2 separate regions of the Zea mays genome follow, and region 1 is linked to region 2. Evidence: chromatin contacts called from public Hi-C data. All regions are on one chromosome and are shown on one strand. Each heading gives the region's core, a stretch centred on a gene start, on an enhancer-like site or on the middle of the called end of the contact. The rest is flanking DNA. Distances are from core to core; before and after follow the strand shown. Region 1 holds the start of LOC103641716 (DNAJ heat shock N-terminal domain-containing protein). Region 2 holds the start of LOC100304309.

The links. Hi-C and Micro-C count contacts between places; a contact is called where the count stands out from the background.
Region 1: a Hi-C map of ear shows a contact between it and region 2, with 2.3 times the contacts expected there. The contact joins the promoter of LOC103641716 here to the promoter of LOC100304309 in region 2. A contact is called at or near these places in 2 of 25 Hi-C or Micro-C datasets (ear and tassel).

The regions. Positions count from the first base shown.
Region 1 is chr10:124,748,609-124,755,820 of Zm-B73-REFERENCE-NAM-5.0, forward strand. LOC103641716 (DNAJ heat shock N-terminal domain-containing protein) reads left to right here and starts at 2,033. Exons shown (of 2, transcript XM_008665031.3): 1 at 2,033-2,383; 2 at 6,831-7,212. The coding sequence starts at 6,969. It also overlaps the pseudogene LOC109942976.
Region 2 is chr10:124,463,383-124,469,801 of Zm-B73-REFERENCE-NAM-5.0, forward strand. It overlaps LOC100304309, which reads left to right and starts at 4,716. Exons shown (of 2, transcript NM_001165751.1): 1 at 4,716-4,884; 2 at 6,169-6,419.

The DNA.
Region 1 (7,212 bases), core at 783-3,282, 280 kb after region 2:
TCGTAGCGATGCACGTAGGAGTAAGCACGTGGAGGCGGCTCTGGTCCGGTGGCAGCCGTCGAAGGGAAGTACTAAAGGAGCCTTATCCATTCGTTGTTCGCGCGAAGGACACGATGGAGGCTAGCTTCTCTCCATCTGATGTCGATCGTGCGTCGAGGGAAAAACGACGATGCAGACATGTTGTTGTGTGATTAAAAAGAAGAAGAATAAATGTCATCCGTTGGAAAGGAATCTGATGGATGGCATTAAAAAAGGCGACGTAGCCTATTTGGATGAGCTTGTAGCTGCACAACTTCTACTATACGCTGAAGGATGCGAAGGTTCTGGAAGTCAGCTCCTTCATCACGTGCAAATGTCAGTAGTCCAAAGCTCTCAGCTTCGTTTATACAACTATGACAACTACTCACCGTCCCTAGACGAAGGTGTCCTTTGGTATCTGTCCTGCTACACTTGAAACACGCTAAAAAATAACTGGTTAGTTAATGTTTTGAGGACCTTTGGCTAAAGAGACCCAACACATTTTACCCCTTACATGCATTGGTGCATAGGTAATCCCTATCCTCCTTGCATTTTATTTTCATTTTCTAGAATCAATAATCACGACCATCATTGATAGTAACATATATGCAACAGCAACACAAACTATAACCTTGATCCTCTTATCCATCTACATGTAATCATCAAATACAAAAACATATGGCATGTCATAGAAAATCTCATCATTATGTTTGGGGAATAATCTCAAGCAAACAACAATCCAACTGATCTTAGGGATTCTGTACCTTGCAACTTGAGCAAAGAAAATCGATTTGAAAGGAAAGGCTGGTGGTGGCTTGACTCCCTTTGAGGATGGCTCTGTTCATTGAATGAGAGTGTGAGATGAAGGATGAGGTAGCACTACATTCTATACCTTCGAATTTAATACAAAAATGTGAGATGAAGGATAACAACGTCACTAGTGAGCACCAACATGACCAATGTGTCACGAACACGGTAGTCCACGATGGACATTCTAGGGAACATAACGGACACCAGCGTCGCTGACCCCTATGGACATTTCACCTGGTGGCTGCTGCCGTTGATGGAGCCCTACAGCCCGACAACGACTTTACTCATGACGTCTCCATGGGAGATGCACGATAGGTTGGAAGGTGTCGTGGGGAAAGAAAAAGGGAAAATGAGAGCAAAGGGGAAAGTAACTCGTGGACTCATCGGCAGCCACGAAGGAAGACGAATGACACTAGGATGAAGGAGGCAGACGGGAAGAATACGAGGACACCACATACGAATGAGGATGAAAATGAACTTGTGAGAGAGTTATCCATCCAATTATAATGGACGACTAAGGACAATATCTAATGAGAATATCCTTCTTGGGAACAACCTAATTTAAGTAATCGCTCTGTCTTGTCGTATCCCGACCCACAACCAAATACATCCTTAGCCATCTCTAACATATCTTCTATTCAATACCCTATTTCATCCACTATTTCGAACTTCACTCCACAAACAATACTAAACAATGTCATCTATAGTGCTAGGAATTAGGCTCGGTCGGCCCGAACCCATCATGCTTCAGGCCAAACAGGTTCGTGCCAAGAAGGATAAAAAAACTTTTGGGTGTGTCGTACCAGCCCAAAGAGTAGAAACAGTGGCCTAGTCTAACCTTAAAGTACGCCGTGTCTTCGTTGGGTCGTACCGGCTCAAGCCCGACCCATATATTTGAACCACATAAAATCCAAATATTACAACCACATAAAATCCATAGTTTATTAAATTAAAGATATATTGAACAAAGCTAACATCATTTGACCACAAAAAATCTAAATGTTACACCAATATAAAGTCTATAGCTTACTAAATTCAAAAAATTAAACAATATGAGCTTTATTGGGTGTGCCGGAATTTGAGGTCTGATCTAGACCCGCTTTTGAGCCATGCTACCCTGGTCTATATTATTTTATGCCTCGTGTTTTAGGCTCCTATATTTTAAACCGTGCTCGTATTGGCCCAAAGATTTCTATCTATATTCCAGTCCTATTTATCACATTACCGTGTCCCTATTTTACATGATCCATTAGTCCTCATAGTCTGGGCAGAGGAGGAATATAGAGGAGAATATAGAGGAGATAAAGGAAAGTCACTGAGATCCATCCGTGGAGGGCGGCGGTCGCCTCCTCTTCCCCTGCGGCCGAGCTCGCCAGTCGCCTGAACTCGTCTCGCCCGCTGCCGATCTCCTCTCTCTGCTCGTCGCGCCGCAACCTGGAGAGGGGACCGCGCTCGGTCGACTACCACCTGGGGAGCGGGCGGGCGGCGTCCGCCCTCTGCACCCCCCCGGTGTCCCCGCGACCGGCTCCGGCGCGGCCGGCACACAGGTCCGCAGGTAGGTCTCCGTCCGCACAGCGCCCCGATCTTCTCTCTCCTTTCCACGCCAACAGCTCGTCCCTCTCCGTCTGCTTGATTCTGCTCCAGCCTCAGACCGGCCCTCGCTCAAAAATGACATTACGCACCCAATCCGCTTGTAGCTGTATGCTGGAACCTACTCTGCCTTGTCTTCTTGCATCACACTAAGAATGCGCGCAACCCCCACCCACCCACGACTGGGCCGGCCTTTGCTGCTGTCCTACTTCGCCACCCATGACATTGGCCGGCGACGAGCACCACCAGGACAGCAGGTGTTCCCTCCCTTGGTCTTTCCTTCCTGCTGTGCGAAGTCGTGCGCCCAAACTGTAACGTAATTCGTAGGTCACAACGTGCGTCCAAACCCTAAAATACTATTTGTAATCGGATCCGAGGAGACGTTTGAATGCACTAGAACTAATAGTAGAACTAATATTTAGCTACTAAAATTAGCTGGGACATCTAAACAGTCTAGCTAATATTTCAGCTATTAGCTACTTTTAGCAAATTAGGTAATAGTTAGCTAGCTATTTGTTAGCTAGCTAATTCAACTAGTATCTTTAGGCTTTGTTCGGCACGCTAGTATTTAATACATACTAGGATCCAATACACGGTGGGATTGAGTGAATACATCTCTTGTCACTTAAACCATGTGTATTTTAATTACAGCTGGGATTTAATACATGGCTAATTTTCTATTGTTTGGTTACACCACATGGATACATTAATTTGTTGCATGCATATAAAACGACCAGTGCCCCTCATATTAGGTCCGTGAAGCGGATGAAATTTGAAGCATCAAAATCAGAAGTTGGTCGCTCATTTGTCTCTTATTACATTACAATAGAGTGTGTGCATTTAGATTAAAAACAAACCAAAGGGAGAGGAGTAATTTTTCATTTGAACAACATAACATATTGGATATCCAACAAGCAATTCAGACGACTCCACCTGCAAGAGAATGTAAGCGTTAAACACTATAATTTCTCCACACATATTAATAATTTCATATCAAACATAAACATGCGAGACCAGATTAGTATTTTTGAGTTAAATCACATATTTGCTTATAGCCCAAAATTGGTAGGGAAATGACAAACATGCCTAATAATCTAAAAATGAAGCAGTTCATAAAAGGAATGTGCTTTTCTTGCAATTGAAATAGGAAAATAGGAAATAAACCATAAGGGAAAATAGGAAATGCTCAAATAAACTATAAGCAGTTCATTATTATTATGGTGTTCAAATAGATTTTTAAGAGAAAATAGGAAATGTTCAAGCATCCAGTTAGTGACTGCATAGCAGAAGGAAATGCTCAAGCATGCTTGCAGGCTAGTAATCAACCTAGGAAGAGATGCAAGCCTCGAAAAGTTAGTGGGAAGAGAAGAGGGAAAGGAAGAGAGCGTACCAGCTAAGCCATCTCGTTTCTCAGCTAAATCAGTGCAGACTCGGCATCATCATCGCATGCACTCAAGAAAATTTGCCTATTGTTAAGGTCCTTGAAGACATTGTAGGCTTTCGCTTTTTCCTCCTTTGTAACTTCCATTGTACCAATAATGGATATGCACTTCTTGATTGAGAAGTCTGCAACTTGACTCGCTTCCTTTTCCTCTCTCTCTTTTGCTAGTTGTGTGGCTTCTTCCTCAGCTTGCTTCATTCTCATGTCAATGTATCTTCCCATTATTCCTTCTAGGTTATCGCCCTTTTTATGCTTCTTTGTCCTTGTTTCTTCATTGTTCCCTCTTGCAGCAGTAGTCCTTCTCTGCGGCACCAGATCATGCCTTTCACTTGTTGCATCTCCTGCCTCAACTACGTGGACATCATCTTCTTCATGCGCCGGCAAGGTTTCTTTCACTTCATCTTGTTCATGTTCTATGTTGACAAACTCATCTCCATTTCCTACTTGAGTAAGATCTGGAAGTTGGGTGGAGGTGTAGTTGTAGGTCCCTTCAGCTGTTTGCCCTGCACAATAAAGTTTTACTAAAAAAGGGTAGACAACATAACATATTGGAAAGCAAGGACATTGTAACGAGACTAACCATCATAAAGCTCCCCCAAGGCCTCATATAGAGGAAAAGACTTGTTGCGGAACTTTTTAGCCTTGGATGAGAAGTCAGTATATTTTTCCATAAAGCTGGGTCAGCCGTAATCCTCCCTGTCTTCTCATCAAAATGAGCTCCACTTTGATTCTTTGCATCCTTTAGCAACCTATAGTTCCTTTTCAACTCTCTTTCCTTATCTTGTATTTGTGTCTTTGTGAAATAGACATATTGTTCCCTCTAATGAAATTCCTTGACAATTTTGTTCCATGCTTCTGTTGTCCATCCATTTTGACCCCTATAATCAGCTGTCTTGTGCTCATGCAAGAGGTCCACAAGAGTCTTCTCTAGAGTTGAGTTCCAAGCGGCTCTTAATTTCTCTACACAAGACAAGGAAGAAACATTAGCTGTAGAATTCCAAGAGGCTCTTAATTTCTCTTAATTTGTCTACTTGCATACCTTTTGGAGAAGCTCCATGTTTTCTTGGATCACCAGCTTTAGGAGAAGGCATCTTTGTTGCACTTTTTGATAAGAGCATGTTGATTCTTGGAGAGCCCCTTCCAAACATGTTAACTGATATTATATAACACAATATTAAACCAAATTTCTATGCTGAAAACAGTTAGCTGAAATTTCTATTCTGAAATTGGAACTAAAGGAACAAAGAAAATTTTTATTATGAAAACAGTTAGCTGATATTAATGAGAGCTAAGAGAGGTAACAATGTGACAGTAAATAAAATGTAGCAAACAGAGCAACATATGGTCTATTCCAAACTAAACCAGAATACATGAGGGCTAATAGATGTGCCAATTTTTTAGACAAATGTGCCACTAATTTCTATGCTCTTGGTAATCATTCCACATTTCTTGTGCTATTGCATCTCTAAGATTATTGCCTTGACAGTTACTTGATCGTTGCCTTGATCGCCATCCGGTAGATCAACAAAGTTTTGTGGCGAGATATTATCTGGTTGATTATCTAACCATTCCCATCCCCTTTGAGTGATCGGATAATATTGTGAAGTACAACAGCTGCTACTGGTATCTTCACTTGATTCCTTATTTTGTGAAATGTGGCAGCTTTTAGGATGGGAAAGCGCTTCTTCACAACCCCCAAAGTCCTTTCAACATGATTCCGCAGTATGGCATGGCGATGATTAAATAACTCCTTGTAGTTCTGAGGTCTATGGTGACCTTGCCCATATTCCTTTAGATGGTATCTAACTCCACGATAAGGTGCGAGGAATGACGTGGTGTTAGCATACCCACCATCAACCAAATAGAACTCTCCTGGAGGTACATGGAATCCATTGTTCATTGCAGATCGAAGAACTCTAGCATCCGTAGCTGATCCCTCCCACCCAGTAGACATGAAAGTGATATTTAGGTCGAAATCACAAGCTACCATCACGTTTTGGCTGAGAGTTCCCTTCCTGTTTCTAAAAGGAGCAACTTTGTCAGGTGAAATTGTAATGGGCCTTAGTGCATTCAAACACTCCCTGAATCCAATTACAAGTGTATATGCATGTGAGAAAATTGCATTTTAGGACTCCTTTTATCGATGCTTCACAAAACGAGTCAGCTTTTGTTGTTTTCGCGAAAATGACACAAATACGTAGTCCGTCCTTGATTTTTTAGGGCATGAATAGTTTAGATAGCAGATTTCAATCTTTTTTAATTTTTTTTGAATCTCCAGAACATAAGAAAGGACCGAAGTACCCAAGCAGATAGATCTCACGGAATCCTACATTCTTTCCTCCTGTTCCAGTAACCTCTATTCTTTTCTCAGGATTTCCTGATGGTTTGCAACACCGTGGAAACCTTCTTTCTTGTTTCCAGAGCTAGCGAGTCTTAGAGGTCACCTGCCAGATCTGATGGTGTCAGCAAAAGCAGACTGGGGTCCGTCTTTGCTTGTTACATATACATGAAAATTAAAATGCAATAATGTGTTTTGAGTTTTTAAACAACAAAGTCCTAAAAATCAAACTGTCACACATTATTTATACCATTTTTTATAAATCAAACATAAGTGTGTCAAATGGTCGAAGCCGCACGAAGATCCTAAAAAGTTAAAAATCTCGATGCATGCATTATTATGCCTACTAAATTCGGTTGTTTTGCAAAAATTATTGGGTGTACATGTGTACGTCCATGTCCTTTACTAGATCCGCCCCTGCTGTCCCAAACCCTAATTTAAGCTATTTGTATTTGGATCTGAACTAGTTGCAAGCTCAAGCATATACATGAGCTGCACCTACTAACTTCGATTTGTTGCAAAATTATCAGGTGTACATGCGTACTTGTCCACCCATGTCTTATACTGGGTCCACCCCTGTTAACAGGTTTCAAGTTTCACAATTTTAATTAACATTTGTTTCCTCCTGGGCAGGGTTTGAAAACTTCTCATATGCTCATGCGTTCGGCGCTGATTGTTGAAAGTAGCTTTGGGACTCCGAGGACCTAAATTCTAATCAATTGTGAAATCTGAAAGGTGTAGCTATTTGTACTTCTGGAGGTGTGGGAAGAAATGGAATGCAACAAAGATGAGGCCCAAAGGGCGAAGGGTATTGCAAAGAAGAAGTTTGAAGCAGGGGACTTGCAGGGTGCCAGGAAATTCGCCCTCAAGGCTCAGACTCTCTTTCCTGCGCTTGAGGGCGTTGATCAAATGATCGCCATCTTTGATATCTATCTTGCTTCAGAAGGGAAGGTTGCTGGGGAGAAGGACTGGTACTCTATCCTTTCTGTTCCCTTGAACGCAAACGATGAAAAGA
Region 2 (6,419 bases), core at 3,466-5,965:
CCTTGACGGCCCCGCCTCCTCCTCCGTTGGCGGGGGAGAGAACGGAGCGAGCTCGAATGTTGCTCTTCCACCACGCGGGGAAGATGTCGTCGATTCCGCCGCCGGCGGGCGGGTTGTCGGCCGCCATTGTCGTTGTCGCGCGGCGGTGGAAGAAGTATCATGTCGTAGCTGCCGTCGAAGGACATGAACTCAAGAGTCCCGAAACGAAGCACCGCCCCGGGCCGGAGAGGTTGCTGGAGACTACCCATCTGGAGCTTGACGGGGAGCTGTTCGTCAGCACGCAGCAGGCCCCTACCTGGCGCGCCAACTGTCGGCGTTTCGAGACAGGGGGGTCCCTAAGCCGACGAGTGAGTGTGCTGCGTGCCCCAGCCCAGATGGGTCGAGCGCGTGGGCGAGCGCGAAGGGGGGAGAGGCGAGGTGGCCGGAGTCGAGCGTGAGAGAGGTGGAAGTCCCGCGGCCTTCGTGTTCGTCCCGCGCCCAGGTCAGGTGCGCTTGCAGTAGGGGGGTTACAAGCGTCCACGCGGGTGAGGGAAGCGAGCGGCCCCAAGAGAGCGCCTGTCTCGTCCTCGGTCCCGCGCAGCCAACCTTCTCTGAGAAGGCCCTGGTCCTTCCTTTTATAGTCGTAAGGAGAGGATCCAGGTGTACAATGGGGGGTGTAGCAGAGTGCTACGTGTCTAGCGGAGAGAGAGCTAGCGCCCTAGGTACATGCCAATGTGGCAGCCGGAGAGGTCTTGGCACCTTGCTGGCGTGATGTCGTGGCTGTCGGAGGTGCGACGGAGCCTGGCGGAGGGACAGCTGTTGGAGCGGTCGAGTCCCTGCTGACGTCGCCCTGCTTCCGTAAGAGAGCTGGGGGCCGCCGTCGTCACAGAGCTTGTGGAGCGCCATCATTGCCCATCCGGCGGAGCTGGCCGGATGGGACGCCGGTCTTGTTCTCCGTGACCCGAGTCGATTCGGGGTAGGATGATGATGGCGCTTCCTGTTGACGTGGCGGGTCTGCGCCCTAGGCAGGGTGACGTGGGGGCTCCTCCGAAGCCGAGGTTGAGTCTGTCCTCTGTTGCTGAGGCCGAGCCCGAGCCCGAGCCATGGGGTCGGGCGAGGCGGAAGTCGTTCGGCCGAGGCCAGGGCGGAGTCCGAGCCCTGGGGTCGGGCGAGGCGGAGTTTCGTCGTCTTCCGGGTCTTAGCCCGAGTCCGAGCCCTGTGGTCGGGCGGAGCGGAGTTCGCCGTCTTCCGGGTCTTAGCCCGAGTCCGAGCCCTGGGGTCGGGCGGAGCGGAGTTCGCCGTCTTCCGGGTCTTAGCCCGAGTCCGAGCCCTGGGGTCGGGCGAAGCGGAGTTCGCCGTCTTCCGGGTCTTAGCCCGAGTCCGAGCCCTGGGGTCGGGCGGAGCGGAGTTCGCCGTCTTCCGGGTCTTAGCCCGAGTCCGAGCCCTGGGGTCGGGCAGAGCGGAGTTCGCCGTCTTCCGGGTCTTAGCCCGAGTCCGAGCCCTGGGGTCGGGCGGAGCAGAGTTCGCCGTGGCGCCTTTGGCAAGGCCTGACTGCCTGTCAGACTCACTCTGTCGAGTGGCACCGCAGTCGGAGTGGCGCAGGCGGCGCTGTCCTTCTGTCAGACCGGTCAGAGGAGCGGTGGAGTGACAGCGGTCACTTCGGCTCTGCCGGGGGGGGGGCGCGTGTCAGGATAAAGGTGTCAGGCCACCTTTGCATTAAATGCTCCTGCAATTTGGTTAGTCGGTGTGGTGATTTAGTCAAGGTTGCTTCTGAGCGAAGCCAAGGCCTCGGGCGAGCCGGTAATGTGTCCGCCGTAAAAAAGGGGGGCCTCGGGCGAGACGGAAGTCTCTCGAGGTCGGCTGCCCTTGGCCGAGGCTAGGCTCGGGTGAAGCGTGATCGAGTCACTCGTGTGGACTGATCCCTGACTTAATCGTACCCATCAGGCCTTTGCAGCTTTATGCTGATGGGGGTTACCAGCTGAGAATTAGGCGTCTTGAGGGTACCCCTAATTATGGTCCCCGACACCCCTACTGCAAGCGCACCCGACCTGGGCGCGGGACGAACACGAAGGCCGCGGGATTTCCACCTCTCTCACGCCCGTCTCCGGCCACCTTTCTCCCCCCTTCGCGCTCGGCCTCGCGCCGACCCATCTGAGCTGGGGCACGCGGCGACATTCACTCGTCGGCCCAGGGACCCCCGGTCTCGAAACGCCGACAGCATTGGTGCACACCGCAGCCCTGCTCTTGTCATCCCGCACAGGCGTGCACATAGCAATGAAGCATCACCGTGTGCTGATGCAGTCCCACACACACCGCCACACGACCACGTGCGTTGTTGTCCACTCATGGTGGATACTACTAGTGTATGCCGCGCGCCCTGTTTACGATGTAAAAAATGATTTTGGATTCTTAAATTATATATAAATAGTGTATATGACTTGACATAAAACATATTCAAATCACTGTGCCATTGCAGGCTTTATCTAGTTTCTGCTCACTGTCACAAACCACTTCTCATATGGGGACAATAAAGCCCATGGAGGTAAATCTGTGAAAAGCTTTTCAGATGCAATGTACGAACAAATATCCTAACTCGACATGGAAAAGTGACATCACAAGACTTCAAATAAGCAACTTTGAAAGCATTTTTTTAAAAAATACATCTATCTCTGAGCAACATACAAAGCAATGAACATTACGGCGGCAGTAATAATAGTCCACATAAAAAAGCACATAATCATAAATGTTCACGATAAAATGAAACACTATTTTGAACTTACCTACGGAGGAGGAAGACTGTACACGTAGAAGCTGTCAATCGAATGAGAGCGCAGCTCCGCGAAAATTGTCTATATAAACAGGAAAAACATGTATAAGTGCTCATGTAATTAACTAAGGTATAACGCATTGTCAAATAGAAAGTCCCAAATGCTAGTTCATCGACAGGAAACAGAAGTCCATACAGAGCTTGTTTGTAAGACTGTTTAGTTAGTCTAACTTTTTTCTAACTTGGTATGTTTATTATTGATGTATGACGTGCGTAAATAGGAGATTTACATCGCAAATAACAGTGTTTGTGGTGTGAAATTTGAAATAGTGGATGAGATAGAATAGATGTTAGAAGGTTCCACAAAAGTGAGAAATCTTAGGGAGATCTCTAGCACAAGGTTCCACAAGGCCTTTCACTGATCACGGGTTCGACCTCTGTCCTTGCATAAAAAAAATTCTCTTGCTATTTCTTGCTCGCTCTTGGTTTACAGCTTGGCTGTACGCCACCTTCGAGCGGCCCTTTAAAAGTTGGCAACGTATCGTGTGCAACCAGCTACACCATTGCAGCTGTGCAAACGACTGATGTATCGTGTGCAACGTATCTTTTGCTGCTAACCCCCTCCAATCTATACACATGAGTTGTCCCCTCGCTTGCCCAGCGGTGCCGTTAGCTTCGTTCTCCTCGGAGCGCTCTTCTTTCTCATCGCACCCCCATCATGGCTGCCAAGGAGTCGCTTGCCCAACGGTGCCATCAGCTTTGTTCTCCTCGTCGCCATCATTGCCGCCAAGGAGCCGCCTCCCAGGAGCCTCGCTGCTCCTCCATGTAGTGAATTGTTTGGACTTTGCACTAATCCAACGATGAAATGTTCTAATCAGGGTACCTGCTTGTGAATTTGGTAATTTTATTTCTGTGTAGGCTCAGTGTTCCGTGTATTATACTAGTTACAATATGTAGATGGCGGTGTTGGGCAGGCGGCCGCTTGGCGACAATGATGGGGGACGAGGAGAAGAGCACTCCGAGGAGAACGAAGCTGGGCGGTGCCGTTGGCGACAATGATAGGGGACGAGAAGAGCGCTCCAAGGAGAACGAAGCCGCCGTTGGGTCAGCGAGGGGATGGCTCGTGCGCATAGATTGGAGGGGGTCAACAGCAAAAAGACGTAAGCTAGCTGGCATCTAAGTGCAAATCTACCGGACTTCACGCTGCAGCCCTTGCCTTAAGAGTTTTACTTTCTGTTATAATAATTTATAAGATTTTGTTGCAAATATATAGTAGAATTGTAGAAACACGTAACATGCCCCACTTATATACTCCCGCAACTATTTTATCACCATTAGTGACCGAATTATATGTTTTTAGTGTTATTGAGCTAGGTCGCTTTAGTTTGTACTCTCTCCATCTCAAAACGAACGCACACCACGTTTCTTAAGGAGTCAAATTTGACCAGGCATATAAAAAACAGTACCAATATTTATAACTTCGAATAAGGTTTTTTTTTTGTAAAAAAAAACATGTTCTCTGAGATATATCATTATGCTTATTACACATTGTGAGCATTTGTATTTTTTATATAAATATTTAGTCAAATTTGAAAAATTTTAAATTACTGATAAAAATACGCCCCGGGAGGCGGGAGCTCGGGACAGCCGGATCTGTATTTTTTTGGGCCTAGACGAGGCGACCTAGGAGTCTGTTGTCAGAGCATGAGGTGGGGGAGGGGGAGAGAACTTGAAGCCAAGTCAAAGGCAAAAGGCGACAATTGAAAATTAGTGCTCACCGGCGAACAGCTGGACAGCCGTTGTTTGGTGCCGCGGAGCCGGCCGCCAGCAGGCTTGACAGGTAACTCCGTCGTCATCCACCCGTTCCGCCGTCCCACTCCCACCCCACGTCCCCACCCGCACCGAGAAGGAGCCCTACCAATCTCGCCCCCGTTTCGTATCAGCTGCATTCCAATTCCATTCGTGGTCCCTGCCCTGCTCAGCTCATCAGAACACAGAAGGCAGGCCACAGCCCGCAGGTAGGTAGTCCACCGAAACAAAACACCACCCCGTCTCTCCTCTTCCCAGCGGTTTCCTGATCCCCCCACCTCGTTCGCCGAGGCCGCAGCGAGCCCGCCCGTCCTCCGTCCCCGCGGGAGGTGATGCTTACTCCCGCCTCCTACCGTCCCAATCCCTCCCTCCTCCTTTCTTCCTTTCCTTCATTCCTTAGGCCACGATGCGCATGCATGCTTCTACGCCAGGGTGTTACCTGTTACGTGTACGAGAGCTTTCGGGATTAAGGGTGCCAGGTCCCCTCTTCGGGGTACCTCGTGTGCTTGGGGAATTTTCTCCCGCGTTCCATCTAATGGTGGGCGGTGGCGCTATTCGCCTATTAGATCTGCTGTGTGACCGTGCCCGTGACTCCGTGCCCTCTCCTTGTACACTTTTGCGAGGAGAACGATAGCTGCGAGATTTAGGGTCCTAGGATGGAGTAGGCGGCCTCTGCTTTGGGGGGTGTTCTTTAATTCGGACGGTACTGCTTTTGTTCTCAGCTGGCTGTACTCTCTGGTCAACAGTTTCATGGTACTGCTAAGCACTTCTGAGTTCTTGCAAGCAAATCCTATTTTTGTCAGCCCCCAAAATGTTATCTTCTTACAACTAGCTGTTCATCTTATTGGGCATTCTTTTTAGTGGCTCCTAAATCCCAAGAGCTTCAGTTTGCCCATCGTCTAAGCAGACATTTGAGCTCATTTAGTCAACCTGTTAGCTCGCGTTCCGATGGACTCTCGTTTTATGTTCCTTATGGAGAATTGAGAACCTTATTTTGTGTGCTGAACTCTAGGTAGCTTCAGTTGTTCTTACTTATCCTGTTTCCAATTTTTCTTGAGAAATATGTGGTATGTGCATACGGCACAGTGGTTTGCTGATTCTATCATTATCAAACCCTGACAGAGAGCACTGAGATAGAACTAGGCAGGACTCCTTTCTGGATTAAGCTAATAAAGATAACATCCAAGTGCCGGAAAACAAAACAAATTCTGTCAAAATTTACACTCCTTTAGATTCCATCTGTGCAAATTATTGTTCCGGGTATCTCAAGGGGATATGCCTGAGAAATAAAGGTTCCGCTCATGTTAGTTACCTCTGTTAAATGATTTTGAGTACAGAAAAAAATCAATCTGTTGAACACTGTTACTGATGGGCTCTGACTTAATTTTAGTTCAGTTCAGAATAATATTATTTCCGAAGTCCCAGGCTCTAGCCCTCGACTGTTTCTTCTATCATGTATTGTTCACTTTGTATTGACTTAAGCTTTGTAAACATTACAACCAGGATTTCACTTGCTTGAGCTTTGGCAAACTCTGTTACTGATAATCAGTAAATAAGATCATGCCTACTATATATGGATCTTATCTAACATTATTTTTTCTTGTAACTTTAAGATTGTGCGACCGCAGAGTTTGGATGCTCCTGCCTATGCAAGCAAGATGTCAACCACCAGAGATATTGTTTAGTGCTGGGCAAGTTATGCAATTTTGGATCATAAATTACACAGGGACAAGATAATTATGGACCGCGCAGACACATCAGGCTTTGTCAGTGGTGGTTGCTTTGGTACTACACTCCTGCTGATATTCTTCCATTTTGTCTATTCTACGATCCATGTCTGAAAGACCCTCAGGAACCCTGCAGC